Regions from separate parts of the Mus musculus genome. Here regions 2, 3 and 4 are each linked to region 1. Evidence: chromatin contacts called from public HiChIP or PLAC-seq and promoter capture Hi-C data. All regions are on one chromosome and are shown on one strand. The core of a region is the stretch at or near the end of the contact, and the rest is flanking DNA. Distances in the headings are between cores, read along the strand shown. Region 1 holds the start of Emsy (EMSY, BRCA2-interacting transcriptional repressor). Region 2 overlaps Uvrag (UV radiation resistance associated gene). Region 3 holds the start of Acer3 (alkaline ceramidase 3). Region 4 overlaps Uvrag (UV radiation resistance associated gene).

Evidence for each region. Promoter capture Hi-C pulls out the DNA fragments that hold promoters and counts their contacts. HiChIP or PLAC-seq counts read pairs in DNA pulled down with a chosen protein or histone mark.
Region 2: a contact with region 1 is called in a promoter capture Hi-C map of hippocampal neurons, with 2.9 times the contacts expected there. The contact joins the enhancer-like site here to the promoter of Emsy in region 1. A contact is called at or near these places in 5 of 39 promoter capture datasets (HPC-7-derived erythroid cells, cranial neural crest, hippocampal neurons and 2 more), 7 of 115 datasets of contacts at active chromatin or transcription factors (craniofacial prominence, embryonic hindbrain, embryonic limb bud and 3 more) and 1 of 9 other capture datasets (adipose tissue).
Region 3: a FOXA1 HiChIP or PLAC-seq map of pancreatic cancer cells shows a contact between it and region 1. The contact joins the promoter of Acer3 here to the promoter of Emsy in region 1. A contact is called at or near these places in 5 of 115 datasets of contacts at active chromatin or transcription factors (embryonic stem cells, large pre-B cells, memory CD8 T cells and 2 more) and 2 of 9 other capture datasets (adipose tissue and liver).
Region 4: a contact with region 1 is called in a promoter capture Hi-C map of cranial neural crest. The contact joins the enhancer-like site here to the promoter of Emsy in region 1. A contact is called at or near these places in 4 of 39 promoter capture datasets (the 3T3-L1 cell line, cranial neural crest and hippocampal neurons) and 1 of 9 other capture datasets (pancreatic islet).

What each region holds. Positions count from the first base shown.
Region 1 is chr7:98,655,232-98,657,867 of GRCm38.p6, reverse strand. It overlaps Emsy (EMSY, BRCA2-interacting transcriptional repressor), which reads left to right and starts at 1,299. Exons shown (of 20, transcript NM_172280.2): 1 at 1,299-1,394.
Region 2 is chr7:99,014,269-99,016,904 of GRCm38.p6, reverse strand. It overlaps Uvrag (UV radiation resistance associated gene), which reads left to right. Exons shown (of 15, transcript NM_178635.3): 7 at 231-336. Among named protein-coding and RNA genes, the nearest start is that of Uvrag, 130 kb to the left of the region's middle. Within about 2 kb of position 1,339, at least 25 of the 459 cell types and tissues checked have an H3K27ac peak or open chromatin away from gene starts, as enhancers often do. A contact at or near this core is called in hippocampal neurons, where this site is marked.
Region 3 is chr7:98,308,233-98,310,868 of GRCm38.p6, reverse strand. It overlaps Acer3 (alkaline ceramidase 3), which reads left to right and starts at 1,327. Exons shown (of 11, transcript NM_025408.3): 1 at 1,327-1,521. The coding sequence starts at 1,419.
Region 4 is chr7:98,956,861-98,959,496 of GRCm38.p6, reverse strand. All of the region lies in intron 12 of Uvrag (UV radiation resistance associated gene), which reads left to right. Among named protein-coding and RNA genes, the nearest start is that of Gm33827, 82 kb to the right of the region's middle. Within about 2 kb of position 1,301, at least 23 of the 459 cell types and tissues checked have an H3K27ac peak or open chromatin away from gene starts, as enhancers often do.

The DNA of each region.
Region 1 (2,636 bases), core at 50-2,549:
ACAATTTACTTAAAAACTTCTTCTTTTTTCTTGTTTTGGTCTCGGTGTCTCTTGCAGTCCAGTCTGACCCTGCATTCCTCATCTTCTTCCACTTCTACAGTGCTGAGATTATAAATGTAATTCATAATGAACTAGGAAAAGAACTTTCATTCACGTTGTGTATCTTAATATTCCCACAGGGTAGTTTTTCTCGTGTGTCCATCCTAACATCCCTTAGTGCTAGGAATCCGATTCAGGTCTCCAGGTCTTGCACATACTTGACAAGCAATCTGCCATTGAGCTAGATGTCCTCCCAGTGGTTACCCTAGTTTTCACGGGAATCTGCTAACAGAAGGATGCACACTAACAATTCCTCAAGATTTGCACTTTCATTGCATCCGATGCTACCAGAGTTCTTTATTTAGAGGGAGGACACAACAAAATTCGATGGGATTTATAATACTAGAAATTAACTTTGAGTTCTTGGATCAGAGAAACAATATATTGGGTCCCTATCGATCTGTAAAATAGGGGCACAAGGCCTCCACAACATTGTGTGGTTAAGAACAAAGGCTGATGGTGAACCTACCATGTCGTAGTGCCTCAAGTAAGTCCCTTCTTCCCTTTGTCAGATTTTGCACGAGATATCACTACCTCTCCTACTTCGTACATGGCGTAACTCCAAGCTGAGACCGCTCGGATTCCTTTCCTCCACTTGCAACTCCTAACACCGAGAAAGGTGTACGGGCCACTGTGAGGTCTTCTCTCTCCGTAGTGGATAACCTTTCTTGAGTTGTCGTTTGGGTGGCTGGAAGACGCTGATGACTACTCCCAAGCGTCTACGGAACCAGATCTTAATCCTCAACTGGGCATCAGGGACCAAGCTGTGTTCTTTTCATCCCAACCCTCGCTAGAGTGAAAAGGTCGAAGCTCAGCTCCAATTACAGACGCCATCTTGACCGCTACGTGTGACGCCACACGTACAGCCGAAAGAGCAGCTGATTGGCTGGGAAAGACCGGAGGATAGGCGCGCGAAGCTGGAGACTGGAGGGTAATGTAGAAGCCGAAAGGAACTACACTCCCAGACTTCCTTGCGCATGTGACCAGCAAGCAGCAAGAGAAAGAGGAGCGAGGTTGGACTCGGACTACAACTCCCACTAGGACCCGCGTTGTCCGCCCTTTCCTTTCAAAAGGCAGAGGAAAAGGGACAGGAAGAATGGAGGCTTTTGAGTGCTCGTTTCTCAAAAGGCGGGAAAGGCGAACTACACCTCCCGGCGAGCCGCGCGCGCCTGCGCCTGCGCTCTGGTATCTGTCGCCATCTTGCCCCTTCTGAGGCACCGCAAACAAACCTAATTCCTGGTGTCCCCTAGTCTTGGCGGAGGAGCCTTTTAGATGAGCCCCGAAAGGCCGGGCAGGTGGGTGTCTCTCAGGCAGGGTCCTGGGAAAAGCTGGCAGGCTATCCAGGGTAGGGGAGCGCTTGGCCAGGCACGGGGAGCCCGGCTTGGGTCGGTCAGCCCCATCCTCCGTTGTTTCCTAACGGGATCGCGGGGCTCCCTCAAGTGGACTGAGGGCGACTCCGGCATGCCTGGTGATGGGACGCCGGAGGTCGAGGTCTAGGAGCCCCGAGGCGACTCCGGGTTGTCTGACTGTCTGTCCGTGCCCCCGCTTTTTCTCCGTTGTCGTCTCCGCTGAGGAGTGCGCGAGGCGCGGACGCTGGCCAGGGTTCCCAAGACTGGCTGCTGGCCGCGGGGGCGCGGGCTTGACATTGGAACCCGCTCGGAGCCGCGCGGGCGAGGAGCCGGGCGGGCTGCTCTTGTTGTGGTGCTGTGAGCGAGTGCGTGTTTAGAGAGGGGGCGGGGCGGGCTGCCTGCTGACACTTGAGCGGGGGACGGAGTCGGTGCGACCCCGGTGCCGGGAGCACGCTCCGGCTTCTGCTGCCCGGCTTTCCTTTGCTGTGCGGCCCCGCCGTGCGTTTCCCTGGAGGGGATGCTTTGGGATGCCGTGACGTGGTACCCGATTCGGGCGGTCGCCGGCCGCCTCCGAGATTCTACCGGGAGGCGGGGACTGGCTTGGGGAGCGAGCGGATTCCTTTGGCTCTGCCCCTTCCTCCTCTCCACCCCCTTTCTTTATGTCATCCTGCCAGCTGGGGCGCGCCATCCAGTTTGGCTCGCTCAGAGTTGGTTCTGAGCTCAGAGGACTATGGGAAGTAGGGGGAAGGGGGCTCCACTTGAGGCCAAGAGTTGGAGTTAGCAACCCAGAGCCTGGAACGCAGTTGAAGAGTCATATCGGTTTAGTGTTTGACTCTTAGGCTGGCTCATTCATTCATTCTACTCTGCTGCTGACCATCCATTTATCAGTTTAACAGATGTTAAGGAAGATCTACTGAGTTCTCAACCTGTAGTGTAGTTTTGTTTGACCAAGGAATTCACAGTGCGAAATTCTAGGCTTTTAAACTTTTGGTAACTGGTCGAAATGACTCTTTTTTTACTGCCAAAACTTGAGAAAAGAGTTATTGAGTTTCATTTATCCAAATGACATGCTCCACCGTTTGCTTATTTTATCTCCTAACTTATTATTAAGGAAACTGGCAGAGGTCAAATCACTTGTCCAAGGTTGCACAGGTGGTAGAGTCTGTTTGGCAAGTCATATGCCAGCCA
Region 2 (2,636 bases), core at 90-2,589, 360 kb before region 1:
CCCTAGAGTCCTTTGCCCTACCCATGTCGTAGCAGGAGGAGGCATTGCAGAGTACTGTTATTTTAGGGCTTGTAATTCCTGTTACTTCATTATATGTTTGACTCTAGAAATAATTGGTTTGTTCAGGATTGATTCTATTTATCCTAGGAGATTTATAATTCATGTCTGTGGCTCTCTGTTTAGACTTTGTAATTAACTCACTTACATTTTTCTACAACTTGTATTTCTAGGCTTCATAGAGCCCAGTGTGCAATTAAACAGACTCAGGTAACTGTTCAGAGACTTGGAAAGGAAATTGAAGAAAAACTAAGACTCACATCGACAAGCAATGAGCTGGTAGGTTCTTGTATAAGTACCTGTTCAAACTCTTGTTTTTGTCAAGCGATTATCATATTATTCTTGGAAAAAAATCTCTAGACCGTACTAATAACGATGCTAATAATGTTGCATTCAGATGGCTGCTGGTGTATTTTAAATGTTAGAAATCAAAGTTCCCATCTGCTAGTAGCGTGAGGTAAATGTGCCACTTTCTATTAGATGAAACTTGAGATATAATTACTTGGGAGGTGACTGGCAGACTGTTTTATTAACGTCGGATAACTGTGAACTCCAAGCATGAAAGGTACAGTGAGTGACCTAGAGCTGCCAGGACAGGGGAGGGGGAAAGGAAGTCAGTGGAACTAACGCACTTGAAGAAAGCATTTGGGTTGGTATTGGTGGCTCAGCTGCTGAGAGCCCTGCCCCCAAGCCTAACACCTGAGTGTGGTCCCTGGGATTCCTGCGGCAGAAGGAAAGAGCTCACTCATTCCTATACGCTGTCCTCTGACTCGCAGGACACACACACGTACGTAAATACTAAACACATAAACAAATGTAAAAAAAAAAATCACTTTATTAGTGTATATACATAGTGCTGGGTTTAATGAAGATAGTTTCTTACCGTTTAATTTGTTCTTTGATTATATTCAGCCAGGATGAATCCACTTTTGAAAGGTGGATTTTAAAATGAATAGGATCAGTTATGAGAGTCTGATTTGTGAAGTGTTCACCTTTAGAGAGATGTGGGTTAGCTGAGGCATTCCAAAGGATCCATGACCTCAGACTGGACGGGCAGATCTCAGGGCTTCACAGCGTCTGGTGCTTTCTGATGCTCTTCCTCAGAGGAAAAGAACGGCGGCTTTCAAACAGCTGTTCTGTGTCGGGAAGCCACGTGTGCACCACTAAATCACACTCTGCTGCAAATGAAGCCACGTGACTTCGAACGGCCTGCAATGTGCAGTGAGTTAGAAAAATACTAAAAACTCACAGCTTGCCCGGCAGTCCCGGGAGCTGTTACCTCCCATATGCAGCCTCTTCCCACTGCCGCTCGCACATGCGCATCCAAAGGCGCCTCTTACACCAAGGGTTGTCCAATCACAGGCCCCTGAGACTGCGGGAGCTATGTGTGAGCAGCTACCTGTGCGCAGGCCCTCTCCTGGGACCTAACGAAACACATTTGTTCATCTTGTAGAGATGCTGAGATTAGCAGTCCATTCCAATGACCTTCATCCGCACACCTGCTCGTGCTGTTCCTGGCCAGAGCAGGTGTCCGTGGTACCCAAGCAGCAGCAGGAGCTGCTTGTCTCTTCATAGCACTTGCCTTGTCTCTGGAAAATCCTCCCTCCACGCTAGAGAAATGGCTGCCTTTTGTGTTATAACTTAGGACCATAAAGGCCTAATGCCAGGCCACGAGAACATTGTAGAGGGAGGGAAAATTATCAGATTTTTTTTTCTGTAATGTACAAAAATGCATTTTTAGGACCTTTGTCTGGGGAGAACTTGCTAGGTTTTATTTTCCTTCCTTTCCTCTCCCAGGCAAGACTGGGAATTGACTTGTTCCATTAAGTGACTGCGTATGCTTTGTCTCAGTGTGGACACATGTCTGCTTAATCCTGTTTTTCTAAACTATGAGTGCTGACACCCAGGGTAAGGTGATAGAACGTGTAAGCTGTAGAGGTCAGGTTCAGAGGGTCACTGTGTGTTTGTATGCCGCCTAGTTAACACAGAAGGAAGTCAAGGGAGTTTTAAACTGGAAGTGAACCTAGAAATCATATAGTTTCATAACATCCCACTGAGAACCACACCCCAGTACACTCAGTCCCTATCTTGCTTGGTTTTCCTATATAGTATTTATTACCATCTAATGTGATAGCTATTTAATATATTTGTGTCTCTCTAAACCATGAGACTTGGGATCCCAACCCCCCTACTCCCATTCTCCCGCTTCCTTTGGTCTCTTTCCCCTCCTCCCTCCTCCCCTTCCTCCCTCCCTTCCTCCTTCCTTCCCAACCTTCCATCTCTTTTGAGTCCCAGGATCTAGACAAATGTTTGACTCATAGAAGATATAAAGTATATATTAAGTATTTGTTGAATTTCGGAATGAGTCCATGGGACTGGAGAGATGGCTCAGCAGTTGAAGGACTTGCTGTTCTTCAGAGGACCCAGGCTCAGTTCCCAACATTTACGTGGAGTGTCTCACAGCTGCCTATAACTCAAGCTCCAGGGGACTGATGGCCTCCATGGGCGTCTGAGCACACAAGGACACATCCACATATAGACACACAAGTGTACACATAAATAAAAACAAAGTAAAAAAC
Region 3 (2,636 bases), core at 78-2,577, 350 kb after region 1:
TGTCATGAGTGTGGGATACGAAGGAAGGACAAAAGGCTCTCAGGTGTGAAAGCCAGGGAGGTCTTCAAGGAGCAAAATTTTAAACAAAAGTGGGAGAGTCGGCATCTTCATAGCAGGGGGAAAGTTTGATGGAGCTGAACACAAAAGGCAGCAGGATGTATCCATTATTTTTTAAGTTTTTACTTCTTCTTCTTCTTCTTCTTCTTCTTCTTCTTCTTATTATTATTATTATTATTATTATTATGCCCCCCCCCCAGTGTGTGTGTGTGTGTAGACACGTGTGCTATGTTGCCTGTACGGAGGTCTGGGGGCAACTTTATGAAGTCGGTTCTCTCCTTGTATTTTACATGGGTTCTTGAGATCAGGTTCAGCCTGCCAGGCTTGCATGGTAAGTGCCTTTAGCCAAACCCGTTGAGCCATCTCACGGACTTTAATAGCCCAGTGTGGAGGTGACAAGGGAGAAAAGCTCACTAAAGAGGCAGAAAATGCTGTGCATGGCCTAAAGGGAAGCCACAGACTTTTTAGTACTTTACTCAGTGTACACGTTTTTTTTTTTTTTTAAGAAAAGATTTGTTTGTTTGTTTGCTTATTTATTTATTTATTTATTTATTTGTTGTATGTGGGTACACTGTAGCTGCCTTCAGACACACCAGAAGAGGGCATTGGTTCTTATTACAGATGGTTGTGAGACACCATATGGTTGCTGGAAATTGAACTCAGGACCTCTGGAAGTCCAGTCAACGGTCCTAACAGCGGAGCCCCTCAGTGTATACTTTTAAAGGATCCTAATACCTGGTTTTTGTTCTGTACATTCTGACTTGTCCCTTTCACTCAGAATGACTTCCTGGGTATCTCTGGAGCTGCCTGGGGGTGTTGTTACTAGTCTCCTCCCTCGTTGGAGGTCCGTGGTCTGAGTTAGACACTGAGGTGTCTCATTGTGCAAGTTTAATCTTGACAGAGAAAGGTTTCTTCTCATTCTTGCCCCAATTAAAACAGACTGCCCTCACACTAATAGAGGCTTGGTCCCATCCTGACGGAAAAGTGGGTCCTGGAAGCCTCCCAACTTACTTCACCCTCACGTCGGGGTCGGCCGGGTTCCCCCCGCCCCTTTCCCTAACTCCTCTGGCTGATAACAACCTCTCCCACTTCTCCGGATTCCCACCCAGGGTCCAAGAGCTACAGATCAGCCCCGCACGATCAGGATGGGTCATTTGCGCCTGCCCCGGGAGCGGTGGGTGGGACTGGGCAGGGAGCGGGACGGGCCAGAGGCTCGGTGGGCGGGGCCTGCCTCTGGGCAGGTTCAGTGACGGCTCTAGCCCCGCCCCTGCCCTTTGGGTAAGGGAGGAGGAAGCCGGAGAGCGCGCTTTGCCTGAGCCGGCCCGAGAGCGGCTGAGCAGGGTGTGTGGGGCGTCAGCGCGATGGCTCCGGCTGTGGACCGCAAAGGCTATTGGGGCCCCACGACCTCCACATTGGACTGGTGTGAGGAGAACTATGTGGTGACCTTGTTCGTCGCTGAGTTCTGTGAGTGGAGCCTGAGGCGAGGGCGCGCGCCGAGGGGAGACGTGTGGGAGAACGCGGAGGGCGAACCTGGCGGCGAGGGTAGGCTCCAGGCCGGGCCCGCGAGCGGCAGCTAGGCGTGCGCGGCCGTGGGAAGCCGGGGAGCCGACGTGGCCGCCAGTGGTGCCTGGACTGGCTTCTGGGGGCCTTCAGGTTGGGGACGAAAGGGACGTACGAGCCGCGCCCGGACCTCGGATGAGAGCGTGAGGCGCGCCGCTGGGAATAGGAGTTCTTACCTGAGCGCGGCCGCTGCCAGGCCGGCCACTGCCCGCCCTGAAGTCGCTCGGGGCTGAGGAGGTCTCTGCCGGGAGGGCCCGAATGCTGCTACCCGGCCTCAGCCAGCCGGGCACAGAGAAGGGGACGCTCACTGGCTTCATCCACCCTCAATCCGGGAATACTCTTCAGGGGCCTTCCCTTCATCTGTCCGTTCTCGGTAGACCACTCACTTCCAGGAGACAGTTACCGTTTCTCAATGCCGGAGCCTCCACCCCCATTCTCACTCCTATTGCCATCCCTACCCGCTGCCTTCTTCTAGAGATCACTGTTCCTCTTGTCCCAGAGGTGGTAGCCAGAGCACCTAGTCACTACTTTCCTCAGCTGCTCTCCCAAGAGACTACCTCTCCCTGCTTCCCCACTGCATCTAGCTTATCAGACTTTCTAGGGGCTAGTGGTCATCTGAGGACACTTATTTCTATGAAAGCACTTTTAGAGTTCACGATTTGCTGCTCCTGGAGACCAGCATTACTAGCCAGATTAGGGTTTTCTCGGGGTGTGTGTGTTTGTGTGTGTGTGTGTTTGTGTTTTCTACATAATTATTCCAACCAGGCAAGAAAGAAATCAGCCACTTCTTCCATCCGCTTTGGTTAGCTTTTGAGAACACGTCCTTTTTTGGTTTCTGGCAAGGAACAGAGAATAGTCTTTGGTTGCTACTGCCTTCTTTTGAATGGATCCACTTTATTAGGCCGTGAGGCAAAACTCTTAGCTAACGTTCTGTACTTAAGTTCTTTTGGAGGACGAGTTTCAGGCCAGATGAGAAAGTCTTGTAGTTTTTCAGGACGTTAGTCCCATGCCCTTGAGGC
Region 4 (2,636 bases), core at 52-2,551, 300 kb before region 1:
CCTTTGCTCCCTTAACAAACCTAAAAAGAAGAAAGCTATCTCCTCACCTCTCCTAGGAAGCTGCTGGAAGGCGGAATCTGTTAGCACACAGGCATAAGGTGGGTAAGAGGGAGCCATCATCAAGAGATAGAACCCCCGGAGGGGTCAGAGGATAGAGGGACACAACACCTCAGCTCCCTTGGACCAGTGGAGCCAGGGAATGGAGGACTTGGAGAAAAAGGAACCAAAGAACCACGGAAGGCCTTCATCCCAGCAAGAGAAGAGTTACATCACTTTCAGATCTGGAAAGAAATTAGACACAGACAAACTTAGCAGTGAAAGAAGAAAACAATAAACCTAGGTAGCTGCCTATGAACTCAGGAAAGCCAACTTTAAGAAAAAGGACTGCACGGATTATATATCGGATTATAGATTGTGTGTCTTGGATCAAAGTAATCTCTTCTGATCTCTTTGTAGTGGTAATAGTGTAGGATCGTTTGTTGATGTAAGCCAAGCTGTGGTGGTAACTGTCCTAAGAGTGAAGGCAAAAGGACATGTGGGTGTTGGGGAAGAAGAGGGGTGAAATATAATAGAGCTAGAGTCTCGTTTTTTCCCCATGGATTGTCAGGTCATTTTTAAACCTCACAATCAAACAGGCCAAGAAGGGTATTAATCACAACGAGAGTACAACTCAGGGCGGGACTTAACGGGTTAAGAGTAATTGGTTCTGGCATCTAGGAACTGGGGATAGAGTTCCTGTATTTTAGCTAGTAAACATGTAAGTGGATTTTGATTTAACCATCAAGCTTGTAAAAACACTTCAGACTCTTAAAGCCACATACATGCATCATTTTTGTACAAGTAAGCATTAATTGTTTAAAGTGTGATTTCATTCGTTTGTTGGTAGATGAATTGGAACTGTTGGATGAGCATTTACTCAGTACTGGGCCCCAGGCAGCTGAGGTAGCATGCGAGTGTCAAGCAAAGCCTCATTCCTGCTGCCCCAGGGTGTGCGTGCGCTTCGCAGTGCAAGAGAGGCTTGGATCTGTAAAGGCGTCAGGACAGACACTTGCAGCAGGCCTCAGACAAGGAGGACCGGAATCTGAGATGCCCTGCCAGCCGCGGCCAGAATTAAGTCCTGGGGGGGGGGGGGCAGGAAAGAAGTCTGGGGGAGCTGCGGGAGGCGGGGCTGACTCCTGCTCTGCTAGACATTTCTATTAGTCACTTTTTCCTGGGGATTTTCTCCTGCCCTCGCACCCAGACACTCTTAATTTTGTTATTGACTTTACCATGCTGGGTTAGGTTGTTGTGCACTCTCCCCTGGCTCCCTGCCTTCCAAACTTTGGGTCTAATTTAGAGAGGGATGAGGGAAGGGAGAAGAAAAACTTAGTTATGCCTGGCCCAATGTAAACTACTCCACTCTCTGCCGACCGCACAGGCAGTGAGATATAGCTGTTATCCTTTTTTCGAAGTACTGAGATAAAGTAGTCATATTCAATTTAAACATAGTTTTTAGAATTCTCAAGAGTAGTGTTGGACACATCTAGTTTTTCAAAGAAATGTAATAATTTCATATTCCAGAGAATTCATCCCTCTATTATTTGTGAGAAATGCTTCTCAAGGCAGTTGTGCAGAGTGTGTGTGTGTGTGTGTGTGTGTGTGTGTGTGTGTGTGTGTGTGTGTGTGTGTGTGTGTGTGTGTGTGTGTGTGTGTGTGTTCGAATGTAGGGGTTTGCACCCTGGATTTGTTTTCTTTTATATTGTTGGGCCCGAAAGAGGAAAGACTGGCTTAGAACAAACTAGCAGAGCTAAACCATATGTTTTCTACCAAATTAGAAACAGGTGAAGGTTGTTAAAATCCAGCAATCGCTTACCAAAGCTTTAGCTTGGAGTTTGTATTAAAGGCAGGTGGTTATATGTACAATAAAAGGCCGTCCCCAGCACACCGGCTTATTGATACATATGTGATTGATCTTTCTGGATAAAACAAGGCGGAGTTAATAAATCACTGCACATAGCTATAAAGATGTTTGGGCTTGAAAGCCTCTCCTGTAAGAGCAAATGTGGGCCCTGAAGGAGATTTATGAAGCAGAGATCCTTTTAGCTTTACTTAACAGCTAACATCTGACTGACCCAGGGGGACCATGGGAATTTATTGCCGGGCCATTCAAATATTTGAGCTGTTGTGTGATGTAGAACAGGTAAAGATTAGCCCAATAACAAATATGAGGCTGTAAAATAAAATGAGATTTCGATGGCGTGTAAGGACCTGTCAGAGGTCAGGTCCAAATGACTGGTCAGACTGGGGAACCAACCCTTGCTGCTAATTAAAAGGGATTACACAGGGCTGGATGTTACACCGGTTGCTGTCAGCTCAGCATCTTTGGAGTTTCCTCCACTGAAGGCCATACTTTCTCCTGTGACTGAGAAACTCTGAATTGCCTTTCTGTTCTCCGAAACTGGGCAAGATGATGAACTGAAGTGATTTTTTTCAATTTCATAATTGAAATACATCTTTCTCAAATACATTGTGAATGTATGGGTTCCTAGACAGCATATGCACTTGGAAAAATTGTCAGCTAACTTATGTGCATAAACTTGAGCTTTGACATCCAGAAAGCAGGCATTTAGCCTCTGTGATACATGACCTAAAATTAG